Linked DNA regions of Acanthopagrus latus: region 1 is linked to region 2. A link is a contact called in public Hi-C data. All regions are on one chromosome and are shown on one strand. The core of a region is the stretch at or near the end of the contact, and the rest is flanking DNA. Distances in the headings are between cores, read along the strand shown.

Region 1 (5,652 bases), core at 652-3,151, 140 kb after region 2:
TTGTTGTTCCTTGATATCTTCTCTGTACCGACGATTTTTTGGAATAGCAGCAAAACTTCTCTCAGATGAACTCGAACATTTGGATTCAGAGTGAACGACGCGCTCTGTTTGTGAAACCTTTGACTCCCCTCCTCCTCCTCCTCCTCCTCCTCCTCCTCCTCCTCCTCCTCTTCTTCCTCCTGAATTGGATTTGTTTGAAAAATTGCGTACTGTGGTGTTTTCGTTTGGTTTTTTTTTTTCCTGTTTCCTTTCCTGATTTCATATAGCCGACAGTACTTTTTCTAATCATGAATGTAAGATGTGTGGATTTTTATATAGCATACTAATTTAGGTGTCAAACAGAATCTGTAATTTTTGTCAAAAAGATCAGCTATATTTGTAAGCTGTAATATGTAAAAACGAGAAAAAAAATGGTTATCAAACAGAATGTGTTGGTTTATTATAGTATATATATATACTGTACACTGAAAAAGAGAGACTATCTCAAGCTGTTTGCCAAATAAAAAGTAGTAGTGATGTAAATATCTGTGTGTTTGTGTTCACTGGGCCGCAGCAGGCTGTGTTTAATCTTTTATATGTATATTTTTGGCCTTTAAAGGAGGATTTCTTGTGATCTTAATGAACCTTCTGACCATTTCTGCAGTGCAGCGGTTCTCAAAGATCCAGGGGTCCTTGAGGAGGATTTCAGGGGGTCCCAAGAAAAAAAAAAGGAATTATTTATTTTCACTATAATTTCGAATATGAGTATTTTGATCAGGGGCTTCAGATGCTTTTTGTAATATTACATCTACAAACAAAAATCCTATCAGATGGGGAGCAGTGGGATTAAATCAGAAGATCATTTTGGGGTCAGTGGTTTAATTTTGATGTAAAAAGTTAGAGAGCGACTCCTCTGATGGCAACTAGGTGCCAAAAAAGGTCGAGAAGTTGAAGGTTACATGTTTTATTTTAATTAACTGGGAGATCACCTTCGATAATTACACATACTGAGAAATTGCATTTATGTCAGATTATAAAACAGATTTGTAATCTTGTTTATGTTGTTTTAGATCACATAGCGCTTGATTTTAATCCAAATCCAATGTCATTTTATTGATTTTAACAAAAGGTAAAAGGAGTTTTAGTATGTGCATGTTGATATTCCCCAAAAGTGTAAAACATTGTTTGAAATTTTCAGTATCATATCAATCTTCTGTATTTCCCTTTGAACACACAACTCTCACCAGTTTTCAGTCCCTGCCTCTCTTTGTTGAGCACAAAAAATATCACTTTTAGGCATTTTTGCTTTTATTAGACAGCAGAAAGTTGGAGAAATGATTGAACTGGTGATGTTGTGATGTCTATACTTTCTACTCCTTGTCGGAGATATGTGACTCTCACAAGACAAACACACCACAAACATATGATGATCTTACAGAATATGATGCTTTGCTGCAGATAATCTACCCAAAGGTAGATAAAGTAGATAGAAATGAGCTCAAACTTCAAAAATCCACAGCTTGGAAATTAAATATGCAATTTAATTCAGCAACATTAATCCAAAAGCATGACACATTAACTTTGTTTAAGTTATTTAGGACACCTCTTGCACCACCATGAGGCCAAACACACAAATGTTACACACAATAAAATCACAACAGAACATTCCTGCTCCCAAGAGGATGAACCTGGTTTTATTTATTTATTTTTTTTTTACATTTGTACTGACTGCATGGCTTCTCCTCTGGTGCCCCCCTCAGGACAAACTTTATATCATACGCCAAAACTGAGGCTCTCTGTGCAGCCCCCTCTTCCTTCATGTGTGATGACGTCGCGTGTTTTGTAAACGTAAACATCCCGCAAAACAAACAAACAAACAAAAAAACAAATCCACTAAAAGCTGAACTCCGCACTTGAATGCGCATGCGCAGGAGAAGCTCAGCTCTGCAGGTAGAGGAGGACTCCTGCCTGTCTGCCGTCTCTTGTGGGCCTGTCTGTGTGTTTTGGGGGGCCGGGTCATGAGACTGCGGGGCTGGGTCTCCTTCAGTAAGCTCGCAGCTGGTTCTCTGTCCTCAGCATCCTGGAGGAGGAAGCAGCCGCAGGCAGCAGCAGCAGCGACTCTCTGCAGACAGAAACACGTGTGTCTCCTCAGTCAGTCCGGAGCCAACATGGCAGAGGAGGCGAAGAAACTGGCCGCTTACGCTGCTGTGGATAACCACGTCCAGGTACCGTCAGCTCACCTGAGATATCATCTCCACACAGGCTCGATTCAAGATGCAGCTATTTGTTAGTTTTTTTAGCTAGCACGCTAGCTAGAAGTTAGCTAACATGCAGGCGGTGTAGCCTAGCTTAGCTAACTTATTATCTAACCAGCACGCTTTTGGAGGGAATTAGCACGCTGTTATGCATGTTTGTCCCGAGATAGTGGGCTAAATCTGCTAACAGACGTGTTACAGCATGTGTTGGACAGCATTAGGTGATGACCGTCCAAAAATAGACGAGCTAACATGTGTTTGGACTCACAGCCTCAGGGCTAACAACTTTGTACTGCTGCTGTAATTTATTTAGTTCTTCATAATAAAGCAGAGTTTTGTCTTTTTAAAAGCTGGATAGTGAATGTGTGAAGCAGCAGGAGGTTATTTTGATTGTTCCAGCTGCTTGAATCAGACATTTAAACCTCCCACATCACAATAATTAGCTCATAAAAATGTCAGAAACAAGAAAAGTTGACCTGCAACATGTGCTAAGAGCATTTTACACGCAGGTGTTCATGGTGTTTTGTTCTTTTACTGTTTGAAAACAAAATACACAATGATTATAATCAGTAAAATCAACTCTTAAGACTGTTCATGATATTGTGAAAGCTGCAATGATTAGTCGATTAATCATTTAGTGGATTGCAAGAAAATGAATCACCAAATATTGTGATCAATAAATCAAAATGGACTGAAAAATGATCATTATGTTCCTCAAATTTGCTGGTTTCAGCTTCTTAAATGTCAGGATTTGCTGCCCGTTTGATGAAGAGTATGTTTTTGGACTAAAGAAATGTGTTTTTGAAGTTTGTTAGATTTTTCTATAGACTAAACAATTAATCAATCAACCTTAATAATCAGCAGATCAATGGAAAAGGAAAATACTGGTTTCATTAGTCGCATTAGTTTCAGGTTTAATGTCTAACTAGAGATGGAAGTGATAATCGGTGCTTATACATCAGGTTGTGTTCATGCAAAAACAAGTGTATGACTTGACTTTGTCCCCTAAACTTTATCAAAATGAACTCAGAGTGTATAAATCATTAACATGTTGAATATTAAATACATGAAAAATCACATTACGACCACCTGGAAATGAAAACGCCTGCAGGAATGTACAGATGTGTAAATGCTCCTGCAGCTCATGGCAGTTTTGTTTTTAGCTCTCAGCCACTTTAATCGCTTGTTGTGAAATTTAGCGTCATGGCATCAGTGTTGAGTTCGTCTCCTGTCTCTCGTAGAACAACCAGGTGGTCGGAGTCGGCAGCGGATCAACCATCGTGTACGCTGTGGACAGATTAGGTGAGTGGAAACCATCATAAACCAGAGTCTGGTTACGTTTGGATGCTCTTCTTTACGTTTATGTTTTTCTGCTTCATGATTACGAGCTAACCTGGCGCACTAACGATCCGTGTTGTTTTGTTCCAGCTGAGAGAGTTCGTCAGGAGAAGCTCAACATCGTGTGTGTGCCGACCTCCTTCCAGGTCAGTTTGAGTCTTACGTCCACACCAACATGGCTTCTGATTATATTCATCCTGGTGACTCGATGTTGTAAACACAGTGTTTAGCAACAGAACGTACTGCAACATCCTGCCTTTGAATGCAACTCGTTACCACACAGCATCTTTTCTTTTGCTTTCCTATAAAAATGTGCACTTTTCCTTTATTCTGCTGTTTCTTTTTTTTTTGTCTCACTTCTCGGCCGTCACATTCTCTCCCGTCTCTCTCGGCTCGTCCTCCCACAGGCCCGTCAGCTGATTCTGCAGCACGGCCTCACTCTGTCGGATCTGGACAGGCACCCAGAGGTATGAAGAGCTCTTCTCAAATTGAACTGAAAGCCTGGGAAATGAGGAAGGGGCCGCAATATGTTGGCGCTCAAAAACCTGTCAGTTCGAATCGGAGCTGCTGTGAAAATTATAAGCGTGCAGCTGCGAGGAGAGACGTGGTCGGTGGAGCTGACGGTTACGTTTTGGTTCTGGAGGTTTATTCGCTTTGTTTTCCTGCCTCAGTTGTTTGTCTTTACTTTCCTCCCGCACAGCTGGACGTGGCGATCGACGGGGCAGATGAGGTGGACGCAGATCTCACGCTGATTAAAGGTGGAGGGTGAGTAGAGTTTTAACACTCGCAGCAGAACGTAAAAACAGCATCTCCTGTGATTTCTGCCTCACGCTCGTCCTCCCTGCGTCTCACAGCGGCTGCCTGACTCAGGAGAAGATCGTCGCCGGCTGTGCTAAACATTTCGTTGTCATCGCCGACTACAGGTGTGTGTTTAAGTCACCTTGAGAAGAAAGTGAAACAACAGTCAGAGCCATCAGTGGAAAAAAAGAAATGATGATTGTTCTGTTTTTTGTTTTTTGTTTTCCTCTCAGGAAGGACTCGAAGGCTCTGGGCCAGCAGTGGAAGAAGGGAGTTCCTATCGAGGTGATCCCCATGGCGTACGTCCCCGTCTCCAGGACGATAGCCAAACGCTTCGGAGGGGAAGCCAACTTGCGGATGGCTGTCAGTAAAGCTGTAAGTGTTCTCACGATTTTATAATATTTGTTTTCATGTTTGTACTGTTGGATCTGTCAGGTTCTTTATCAGGAGTTTGTGCTGTGAGCTCATGTTTCAGTCCCCCCCTCCTCCCCATCCAGACAGATTCTCCTGTGACTTGGGTTGTAACGGGCCAATCAGAACCGTTGATCTAATACAGGGGCTGATCTGATGAGACGACTGACGGAGGAGCGTCTCCCGTCTTGAGTTTTAAATGCAAGTCACAAGTTTTGCTGCTCCGATTGGTTGAAGTTCTGTCCAATCACGTCCAGTCTGCAGCTCCGTCCAGCACAACACACGTCAGGCTCATGGAGCTCAGATCGAACTACGTGACGGTTCATCCAATAGAACCCCGAGGCATTTTTTGGTCCGCGCCTGTTATAAATCGATACACACAGGTTGAAAATGATGAGTGGTTATATTTTTTATTTGATATGGTGACAGTAAAGAAACGATCAGAGCAGCTCAACCACTTACACGCCACTTAGTTTATTAAAACATTTAATAAGCATTACATCACTTTTATTATCGCCCTGAGTGCTTTTAATGCAGGCTCGTTGTTACATAACGCTCTTTTTGTGACATTAATGAAATCAAACGATGCACCAAACGTAACTTGTGCGTGAGTTTGAAAGTACTGCGTGGATCTGTCGACGCAGTGCAGCTGTTTCCTCATGAGTGGGACTCTGTTTCTTCAGTACGTGCTGGTGATTTAATTCTACAGGTGGTGATAAGATCTGAGATAGGCTGCAGTGCAAACAAACAAACTGGCTTGTCTGCACGATTTAAAGGCTGTAAATGCATCAGTGAGCTCCAGTCCTCCGTCTTCTTTCTGAAAGTTGCTGGAGAAACCTGACTGGGCTGCATTTTGCTGGAAGCTGTTTCT
Region 2 (5,176 bases), core at 965-3,464:
GGATCTGCGACATGGCTCTGTGGCTTGTCACAGCTTCCTCCAGGCTCTCTCTTTTTGTCTCGTATTGCTTATTTTCAGCCGCCTCCATCTTTCTTTCCTCTGCATGTTTCTTCTTCAGCCCCTCCATCTCTTTAGCTCTCCTCTCCTCCTGCTCCTGCATCCGCTGCTTGAAGGCCTGCTCCTTCTCCTCGGCCTCCTGCACCTTCCGTTTCAGCATCATCATGGCCGAGTCCTCCGTGCTCCTCTTCCTCGCCTCGGTCAGCATGGCGTCTGTGTAGCCCGTTGCACCGTTTTCAGCCAGCATGTAGTCGACCATCTCAAACAGGGCTTGAAGTTTGTCTGTTGCATTGGATGATGTGATGCGGCAGTATCTCCCCTCGCACATGTTTATTAGCTCCAGAAGGGCGTCTTCCAACGTGTCAGCAACCTCTCCATCTTCCAAAGAGAGCACCACCAGGTATTTTAAAGCCTCAGCTCCAAAGTGAGCCTGCAGCGTCTCCACCATTCTTCTTTGCCTCTTGGTGTAATGTCCACCTTGGATCAGCAGCAGAAATGTAATGACTCCATCTGCGCAGGATTTAAAGCAGCCATCTATCGCCTGGCTGATGCCCTCCTCCGTCACATCCTCCTTTAAATCTGCATAGTGCAAGCTGATCGAGTGACCGTCTACCGCCAAGTCACACACTTGACTTGATCCCAGACTGAACTGGACATGTTTCTTCCCAGAGTTATCCTGCAGCAGAGACTTGAAAGCGAGCCATTCCTCCTCTGCGGATATGACCACCATCCTCTGACTTGTGTTAGTTATGCCTTCTGCCAAACAACACAGTAATGACTCGTCAATAAAATTATCATTTTTGATATGTTCTGCAACCTTAAATACAGTGAATAAGTCTGAAAGTATACATTTTAGAAAAACAACTACTCACGGTGCGACATGTCTTTGCAGGTGCTCTCACGGGTCTGAGATGCTTGTCAGCTCAAGATAACCTGAAACTGGATCCTCTGGCTCCTCAACAAACAAGATAATGGGCAGAAAAAAACCTAAGATGCTTCCTGCTTACAACATCTCACATGTCACCTGCAGTTATATTGACGAGGAAGTGCATTCCACAACACAACTTGGAATGACCCAACCGCTTGCCCTGTGCATCTTTTTGTGCTTCTGTCACGGTTAAATTAAACTTCCTCCACTCAGGAGCTTTGCTTTACGCACACATAACCTGAAGGCTCTCTCCCTCTCCTTTTTGTCATACAAACACTCACATAAAGTTGCTTTAGTGACTCATTTCATTATCTTACTTCATTCCCCTGAGACTAACCCTAGCATAAAGCACAACCACTGCAGGCCTAACCCTGAGCCTGACTCTCACCTCAAGCAGAAACCACATTTACCTTAATGGTTACCGGCTGTTTGCCCTCAAATACAGTCAGTGAATCCACGACAATGTACATGTGTGAAGCGACTCACATCCCCACAATGCAGGCCTAAGTAAGTGGTGAGTTGCAAGCACCTAATCAGCTGACGTAGCCCAATATTTCCTGTTCCCACCTGACTCTATCAAGCCGCTGCACTCTGCACAATAATGCCAGCGGGAGAGGCATCCTGTGATTGTTTTCCTCTTCGCACTTATTGCTGAATCAGCCTCAATGCAGATATTTTGCCAAAACAGGAAACGCAGTGCCACGAGATGCCAGATAAAATGTGGTCCAGTGACCAGGTGAGTATGCACATCAACGGTGATGACCCAGATGAAAAAACACTGGTGTTCTCTCTCACAGAAAAACAACATTTATGGTATTTTTTAAAATTATTTGATTAAAATGTCATTACATTTAAATCAACATAAAACATGCATTTATCACTGGTAGCACACGGATGTGCTGTGATAGTTGCACAGATGTAAATACATACAGTATGTGAAGGAGTTCCCCTGCACACACAGCAGCTGAGATTACTGAGGGATTGCACCATCTCCCTCTGCTGCTGTCAACTGGCCCAAAACAAGGCAGGACTACAGACAAAAATGGGGGGGGAAACCGTCTGGCAAAATCAGATACATTCACATTTGTTAATCGTTTGATTTGGCTAATATGTGATATGATGCCATTAACATAAAATGCTTTAGAAATATTAATAATCTGTCGTGTATGTATTCGATTTACTATCTAAATTATCGTACTGGTATTCTGGACTCCCCTAAATATCAAATGGTTCGCTCCGTTGCTCTGCTATCTTGTGTGGACATTCTCCAGGGTGATGGAGGAGATGTAGCTATTCAGCCTGAAAATACATCGCTTTAAAAACGCAAATTGTGTGAACTGTGACAACAAATTACAATGGCCGGTATAAGGAGAGTGAACGGGAAATTATCGGGAGTCAACCCGGCCGTCAGGTAAACGCCAACATCGAGTTGTGTTCACGGCCAACGGCTGAGCGAAACCGTTAAGCTAGCGAGGCTAACGTTAGCCGGAGCCGCTGACTGATATTTGTCGGTTTGTGATCGTCGGTTAATGTTAACGGTTCCGGAAAAAACACAGTGCTAATGTTAGCAAAATGTCTAACAAGCTACAGGTCATATTAACTAGCTGGTTAAGATACATAGTTATCAACCTTGTAACACCCACGTCGAGGAATTCCCCGTTATTTGTAATTGTTAAAACGTTAAACATGCTATTATGATGTATAGCTAATGAATTGTGTGGTATCTTTTACTGCATTCCGACACACAAACACACAATAAATGATATGCAACGCTAATAATTGCACATATAAGAGTTCATAATTACATATTCGTCATTATCCCGTCATCAGTTGAGAGAGTATTTCTAGTTGTTATGAGAAAAACAGTGGTCGAAATGTTTGTTAGTCATAACATGTGAACTCGTGACTGGGGGGTTAATTTGGGGTATTAATATTTATCATCATGATTGTCTCATACATTGTTAATAAATGCACTGAATAGATTCAACCCTACTGGTAAACTTCACCTGAAGTATGACAAAGAAATTCAATATAAGGTGCGAGTAACTGGCTATTTACAGAGAGGATGGAATAGTTCACTTCTCCTCAGATGGTTTGTGTTATACAGACCGCCAAAGCACTTTATAACACTTGTCACATTCATCTGTCCACACACACATTCATACACTAATGGCAGACACTGCGATGCAAGGTGCCAACCTGCTCATCAGGAGCAACCGGGGGTCAGTGTCTTGCTCAAGGGTACTTTGACATGAACCTTCTGATTATTCGACGATCCTTTGTCTCCTGAGCTTCTACTAAATAACTGAATAAAGGTTGTGACTAACTAGTTATATCTGGTGTTTTATTTTTTCATTTTCCAGTTGCTGTCGTCTGCGTCAGGTTCAGTCTCTGCTCTGTGAGGGTGGAACTGCTACTCCTGATGGCATCCTGTGCTCTCTCGGTATATCATCTCGCAAAAATTATTATCTTTAAGCTTGTATTTGCATGTCTTACTAAGACTCGAGTAAGTTATTTTGTAGCACAGATGCTGAATAAAACAATTTATAGTCATCCCAATACAAATGGGTTTTTTGTGTGTGTTATAGGAATTGACAGCAGATATAATGAGGGATGCACTGAGCTGGCAAAATACCTGTTCTATGGCTTGTATGGAAGAAACCAGCTGAATCTGGAACACGTCCTTGAGGAATTTCCTGAAGAAATGCTGGATGGTGAGTTGTCCCAAGTGTTGTGCACTAGATTTTGAATCATGTTTTTGTACCTGCTTTATTTCTTAACTGCTCTACTCTGACACGTCGCTTGTCTGCTTTCTAGATGTAATCTTGCTGATTAAGGCAGAGTGTGTCCACCTGTACTGCAACCCAATGAACTACAGTTACCTGCTGCCTTACGTGTCCCACTGGAGGAACCTGCATCTCTACTGCATGACTGAGGCAGAGGTTAAAAAGATCACCTCCTTCCCTACAGGGCTATTATTCATGTTAATTATGCTTCCTGTATGTGTAAGATAGGAGTAGGAACCTTATCAAGATTATTTAGGCATGTTGACCATCCACCTGCCTACAGGTTTAACCGCTATAGGGTATTTCATCACTGACACAATGTGTTCTACACAGGTAGTTGAGCCTTTTCAGAGTTGTTACTTGCCTTATATTGCTCTGAAAACTCAAAAAGCCAACACAATCGTAAATATGACCTTTTACAGCAGTGTAAATAATCAGAATTTTGAGTTCCTGTTATGTTTCCCCTTCTACTCACAGTATGAAGATGAGGAGGCAGCAGAGGAGTTCAAAATCTCCAGTTTTGTCACAATGGTGCAGGACTGCTTCCGAATCGGTGTACCAAACAGCTCCCAAGGTACATATCATCACATTTCTAATCTCCTCATTCATTCGATACACTGTGTGAAAGAGCTTGTGAAATGTGTCCCACACACACAGTAACATGACATTATGTCTCAGTAAACTAGAATACAATGTCATTTTTGCTAGTTTCACCGTGTCGGCAGTATGTACTTACGGGATAATTACACCAACAACAGCAGTAATTATACCTGTCCTGCTGTTACTTTTAGGACACATCCAGAGGTTTGATATGTTTATGGTGGAAAAGTGGCCCCTGATCCAAGCGTTTGCCCTGGAAGGCATCGGTGGAGGAAGCTTTTTTACCCTGAAGTACAAGGTATCTGGTAGAGTGTAGAAATAATTATTTTTAACAACATATTTGTACTACTACATTGTACTTACCTATTGCTTTTCCAGCTCATGGACATGAGTGAGAAGCTGTGGCAGGTTTACAACAGACTCGACCCAGTGTCCCTAGATACAGTCTTCACAGAGGTAACACAGAGCTCCGATTTTCATTAGCTGTTGCATTAAAGATTTAAAAGACCGCCAAAGTCATATTTAGTTTGCAGACATGTACTCTTATCTTGGTCTTGTTTGTCCTATTTAAGGACCTGATGAACTTTGAGAAGCAGTGGAGTGGCTTTTTCTCCAGCATGGACCTGGAGAGCCATCTCTCCATCTTGGAGCTCTCTGAAGCACAGGCAGGAGAGGTACGTTTGGTGTTACAACATTCCTACGATTATGTGGTTTAGAAAATACTGTACAGCATGAGAGGAGTGAATACATGATTCATTCTTAAGTTTGAGCAAATTTGCAAATTGAAATGCAAACAGAGATGTGG

What was found. A called contact is a pair of places that touch in the nucleus more often than the background predicts.
Region 1: a contact with region 2 is called in a Hi-C map of muscle, with 4 times the contacts expected there. The contact joins the promoter of rpia here to the promoter of c16h20orf194 in region 2. A contact is called at or near these places in 2 of 4 Hi-C or Micro-C datasets (both in muscle).

Annotation. Positions count from the first base shown.
Region 1 is chr16:3,298,825-3,304,476 of fAcaLat1.1, forward strand. It overlaps rpia (ribose-5-phosphate isomerase), which reads left to right and starts at 1,902. Exons shown (of 9, transcript XM_037125504.1): 1 at 1,902-2,204; 2 at 3,476-3,536; 3 at 3,663-3,718; 4 at 3,980-4,039; 5 at 4,273-4,337; 6 at 4,427-4,495; 7 at 4,604-4,745. The coding sequence starts at 1,998.
Region 2 is chr16:3,160,960-3,166,135 of fAcaLat1.1, forward strand. c16h20orf194 reads left to right here and starts at 2,215. Exons shown (of 37, transcript XM_037071175.1): 1 at 2,215-2,396; 2 at 3,349-3,428; 3 at 3,574-3,699; 4 at 3,803-3,927; 5 at 4,249-4,345; 6 at 4,563-4,669; 7 at 4,750-4,827; 8 at 4,944-5,045. The coding sequence starts at 2,341. LOC119005138 (GTPase IMAP family member 8-like) reads right to left here and starts at 1,966. Exons shown (of 4, transcript XM_037072659.1): 1 at 1,916-1,966; 2 at 930-1,009; 3 at 1-813. The coding sequence starts at 939.